Linked DNA regions of Sus scrofa: region 1 is linked to region 2. Evidence: chromatin contacts called from public Hi-C data. All regions are on one chromosome and are shown on one strand. Each heading gives the region's core, a stretch centred on a gene start, on an enhancer-like site or on the middle of the called end of the contact. The rest is flanking DNA. Distances are from core to core; before and after follow the strand shown. Region 1 holds the start of AUH (methylglutaconyl-CoA hydratase, mitochondrial). Region 2 overlaps AUH (methylglutaconyl-CoA hydratase, mitochondrial).

Region 1 (2,700 bases), core at 92-2,591, 68 kb before region 2:
GAACATCAAAGGATATGAGGGGCAGAGGAAGGCAAACAGGTGGCTTGGAGGAGAAGGCTGGGTGAGAGGCTTGGAGGTCTTCCAGAAGTGTCAATAACTAGTTGTCCAGGGCAGGCTTCCAGCTCAGTCCAGGGCAGCACAGACTCACTGGATTTGAATTAGGGTCCACGTGAACTGGGGCATCTATCATTTATTTTGCACTAATAACTAAACATTTCTTATAACCGTTTTTAGACTTACAGAAGATGTGAGAACACAGTACAGGGTTCCAGTAGAACCTCACCCCTAGCCTCTCCTACATTAATATGGTACCTTTGCTACAATCTATGAACCTGTAATGACATGTTATGAACTAAAGTCTATATTTGGATTCCCTTCATTTTTGCCTAAGTTCCACTTTCTGTTGCAGGATCCAAGCCATGATCGCACATTACATTTAGCTGCCATTTAGGTTTCTCTTGGTTGTGACAGTTTCTCAGACTTACTTTTGATGACCTTCACAGTTTTTTTGTTTTTTTTTTTGCCTTTTTGTCTCTTTTGTTGTTGTTGTTGTTGTTGTTATTGTTGCTATTTCTTGGGCCGCTCCCGCGGCACATGGAGGTTCCCAGGCCAGGGGTCGAATCGGAGCTGTAGCCACCGGCCTACGCCAGAGCCACAGCAACGCGGGATCCGAGCCGCGTCTGCAACCTACACCACAGCTCACGGCAACGCCGGATCGTCAACCCACTGAGCAAGGGCAGGGACCGAACCCGCAACCTCATGGTTCCCAGTCGGCTTCGTTAACCACTGCGCCACGACGGGAACTCCCTTCACAGTTTTAAAACTGTTCAGGAAAGGCCGTGCCACCTGCCTGAGATGGCGGGCTAAGGACCCCTGTGTTCTTTGACTGTTTTCCAGCCATTCCTGAACTCCGTATGGTGAGGATCACATATGTTTACAGGCACCTTTAACTGATAATTCACGGCTCTTATATGCATGAGTAAGTACACTTACCGAGTACACCGGTTATAAACAGGATCCCCTCGCAGAGCTGCCATCCTGTCAGCCAAACCTTAGTTCACTTTTGCAGGGAACACATGACCCGAGGGCATAGCCCAGGGAATGTAGGGAGGCGACTCTCTTCGGGGCGTTCTTATAGAATGTGTTCTACCCTAAAACATTGCGCAGTCTTGGAGAATTACTTCACCCTGCCTTTGCTGGACAAAGCATTACACTCTGTGTCAGGCAAGGGAGGCCTGTGCAAGGAGGATCTGGAACGAGGTCCTCGGTGTTGGGCGGGGCGAGCCCTCGGGGGCGGGGCCAGGGAGGGGCGACGCGGGGGCGGGGCCTGGGCGTGCCCTGCGGCGTGCAGCGACCGCAGGCCCACGCCGTAAACAGAGAACATGGCGGCGGCAGCGGGGGTACCTGGGGCCTTAGGTACCCTGCGGGCAGGCCGCGCCCGCTTGGTGGCTGCTTACTGTGCGGGGATCGGCCCCGGGTGGAGGCTCCCTGGCTCCTGGACCGGCCTGCCGGTAGGGCCGGCCATCTGGGCTCGGGGCTGGACGCCCGCGGCCGGGGGTGCGGCCTGGCGAAGGGGCTACAGCTCTGAGGCGAAGACGGAGGACGAGCTGCGGGTGCGATATCTGGAGGAGGAGAACCGAGGTGAGGGGCGCGACGCGGGCTGACGCCGGTCCTAGGAAGGGGTCGCAAGGTCGAGTGTCCGGGCTGACGTCCTTGTCCGCCGAGAGGCCTGGGGGGCCTTCCCCTCCCCCATCGAAGCATTGCAGCTATTTAGTGCTCTCCACGCTTAAAGGTGTCCTACGGAGCAGCTAACCTGTAAAAGCGGCCCTACTCAGCGCCGAAGACAGAAACGCAGTTTACGCCCTCAACTCTAGACGAGCCAAGGTCAATAAACCGGGTGTGTGATATTTGCTTCCAGATTTTGTTCTTGCTCTGTAATGGCTTTCTGTCAACTCAGATATCAGAGGGATAGTTTTAGAAGCTGCAGTGAGAGTGCACTTTATTATGCTGAACATATTTAAATTTAAAGCTGTTCATCTGGAGCAGTTTTTCCCTTTGTCCATTTTATCTGGTTAGTTTTGTGGTCTGTTTCACTTTAGTTAAACAGTTTTGAGCCTTGTCATGTTCTTCCAAGCGACTTGCTAAGGGAACACAATTGTAGTCGTATTGATCTTGCCCTTGAGCTACCTTCAGTGGGAGGAGACAGACTCATTAGCAATACAATGCGGTGGGAGTAAGATTGTGGGTGTGTGCCTTTCGGTGGAATTACTGTAGAAGCTCACTATCTTTGGCTTGCCTCGTTGGGAAAAGCTAAATGGATCATGAAAGGTGGAAATAGCAGTTTACCAGAAGAGCAGTTATTTAATTCTAACACGCAGTTATTGAGCACCTATAATCTGTTAAGCGAAAGTGCAAAAGGAGTTAAGTCATGTTTGCTGTCTTTAAGCAGCTACCAGTTTAGCGAGGAAGATGCTGGTGGTTAAAAGGCTATGCTAATTTAAAGCCTTGTTGAGAGCAAAGGGCAGTAATACGCCCAGCTGTATTTGGGGAGATTGGTGGAGTCCATGGGGAGTCATTAGGATTTCTTGCAGTGGAATTTGACGTTAATGAGGGTTCCTAGGCAAACTTGCTCTGCTTCCACTATCTTATGTGTAAAATAGGAGAAATAATACCAACTTTGTATGGCTGCTGTGAAGTTTA
Region 2 (2,700 bases), core at 6-2,505:
TTGTCACCCTTTAACATATTTATAAGAACTGAATAAAACAAATTCAGAGAATTAGGATGCTTTTATCTGACAATTTAGGAAACTACAAGTTTGAACAGAGAATGGTGGCAGTCTCATTCCTGACCTCTGTTTCTTGTATCTACTACTTAAGGATTTGGGGTATGTGTCAAGAAACCTTATTTTAACAAAGATAACAGTTAAGGCTTGGGCATACATCACTGTGGACAAGATGTCTAGTATTTCCACCGGTCTTTGGCTCTCTTTTAGTCCCCTGCTTTTTATTGTGGAGTATTCAGACTTCAGGAAATGTGAAAGGCAGTAAAATAAGCCTCTTTATACCCTCTGCCAAGATCTGCCCCTCCCCGTGCCCCTCTCCTTCCACTCTGTGTCTCCCTCTCTCATATGCACATCCACTTTTTCTTGCTGAGCCATTTCAAAAGAACAAGGTGAACCTTTAAATAGCTTAGCATGCTTTTCAGGAGAAAAACAAAGGACTCTTATATAACAACACTATTATAACACCTGACAATATTAACATTAGTATTAATATTCTGATTACCCCAGGTTCAAAGTGTTGTTTGTAGTTGTTTTTTGGTTTGTTTGTTTATTTTGTTTTGCCAATTCAGGATTCAGTTAAATGTCACCCATTGCATTTGCTTATCTGTAGTATTTTTTTTAATCTAGGTAGGTTCTCCATCTCTTTCTCTCTTTAAATAAAACTAATCTTTTAAAAAATAATTCAGGCAGATTATCTTATTGAGATTTGCACATTCCGGATTTGACTGAAATATTTCCTCATGTTTAGGTTTAGGTTAAAAAAATTATCCAAAAGTACAAAATGGGCCACATGCCCTATATTTCATTTTCATTTCATTGGGTGACACTTAATGTTAGGTTGTCCTACTTTGGGTGATAACTTTGATTACTTGGTTAAGGTGGGGACTAAACTGTGGGTGTACTTTTAGTATTCTCTTGGAAAGTTTTCAGGAAAAGAATCTTTAATAATAATTATTGCTATTGACTCTTACCCGAATTAAAACAGAAAGAAAGAAGATGAGTTTTTGTTTTATTTTCTATTAGAAAAAAAGAAAGGAAGGAAGGAGGGGGCGGGGGGGAGGGAGAAAGAAATAAGAGCGCTCAGGTTTCGAGGGGCCAGAACAAGAGTCCCCTTTCTGTCTGTTTCTCCTCCACAGGGTGAGGGTTTGGGACGTCGCTGCCTGTCTCGCTGTGGGCTGGCTTTAGCAATCAGGCCGTCTCTTGGCATGGCGTCCAGGAACTCTATTTTAAGGTGTGTCTATGAAGTAATGACAGATTTTTACATCCTGTGTGTTTGTGTTGTCCTGAACACAGTAGTCATTTTGGAAAGTTTTGTTTATAACCTTTGTTGAAATCTTCGTAGAATTTATATCAGAATCTGAGCTTATTCTTTTGCATATCTTCAGCCGTGACTCATCTTTATCCTGTGAGGGTGAATTTGATTTTCATAAATAGCAAAGGACCTTTCTGTGCCAAATCTGATTAATAAGGTCATACTATTTTAGGCAGAAGAGAAGTATAACAACAAAAATAAGACTGCTTTTCTTAAGAGGCTTGTATAATGTCAAACATTTACCAGTGTTAGGAGCTGTAGACAGCCCTGCTGGCTTTAATGGGCTGACTCCTAAGTGACCTCTAAAGGCCAGCACTCATTCTGCTTTCAAGTCTAGTACATTCATGAACACACCTCATGCACTGCAGTCTTATTTCTTTGTACTTTAAAATGTATTCAGTGACCCTTTACTTCATTTTGACTAATTAGGGTGTTTTGGAAGTTATTTGTTCACAGGCCATATGTTAGCTGCTCTAGAGGAAATAGATAAAAATATAGACATAGATGACTCAGCAGAGTCAGTCCCCTTGGAGTATCCATCTAAAATCTGGTAGGAGAGTTAAACATGTGTACGAGTATCCTAACTGCTGTTATAAAGTTGTTGAAATCAAACAGGAATAAGGCAGCTTGAACTGGGAATCGTGAGTTTGAGAAGATGCTATGGATTCTGTTGGCTATAATCCTCAGTTTATAAGACCTGCAGTGTGGGTCCCCAGCACTTCTCTAACCTTCTCTCCTATTGATGCTCCCTTTGCTCACACACTGTGTTCCAGGCATATTTATTCTCTTAACAAATACTCATTGAGCCATGCACTGGTGTAGACACTAGTTATATAGCTGGAAACAAACAAGGAACGATCACTAGTGCTGTGCAGCTGATGTTCTAGCACAGCGACAGTAGATGTGCAAATAATAAGTTGTGAATTATGGCAGAAGTGCAAAATGCTGTAGAAAAAGGGGAAGGGGTTTGAGGAGAGTTGGGAGTTTGCATTTTAACATAAAGGGTCGGGAGTTCCTGTTGTGGCTCAGTGGGTTGTGAACCCGACTAGTATCCATGAGGATTTGTTCCTTTTTCTGAAATGCTCTCCTTTTTATCTGACAACTTGGATCCCTGGCCTTGCTCAGTGGGTTCAGGATCCGATGTTGCTGTGAGCTGTGGTGTAGGTCACAGACATGGCTTAGATCCCAAGTTGCTTTGGCTCTGGCGTAGGCCGGCAGCTGCAGTTCCAATTTGACCCCTGGCCTGGGAACTTCCATGTGCTGCATGTATAGCCCTAAAAAACAAAATATATAATAATAATAATAAAATAATAAAATAAAATAAAGGGTCA

What was found. Hi-C and Micro-C count contacts between places; a contact is called where the count stands out from the background.
Region 1: a Hi-C map of skeletal muscle shows a contact between it and region 2, with 3 times the contacts expected there. The contact joins the promoter of AUH here to the enhancer-like site in region 2. A contact is called at or near these places in 1 of 5 promoter capture datasets (liver), 5 of 47 Hi-C or Micro-C datasets (heart right ventricle, liver and skeletal muscle) and 2 of 2 datasets of contacts at active chromatin or transcription factors (alveolar macrophages and skeletal muscle).

Annotation. Positions count from the first base shown.
Region 1 is chr14:2,544,970-2,547,669 of Sscrofa11.1, reverse strand. AUH (methylglutaconyl-CoA hydratase, mitochondrial) reads left to right here and starts at 1,341. Exons shown (of 8, transcript XM_013990241.2): 1 at 1,341-1,641. The coding sequence starts at 1,383.
Region 2 is chr14:2,477,381-2,480,080 of Sscrofa11.1, reverse strand. The region is part of intron 4 of AUH (methylglutaconyl-CoA hydratase, mitochondrial); the gene reads left to right. Among named protein-coding and RNA genes, the nearest start is that of AUH, 68 kb to the left of the region's middle. Within about 2 kb of position 1,255, at least 20 of the 83 cell types and tissues checked have an H3K27ac peak or open chromatin away from gene starts, as enhancers often do. A contact at or near this core is called in skeletal muscle, where this site is marked.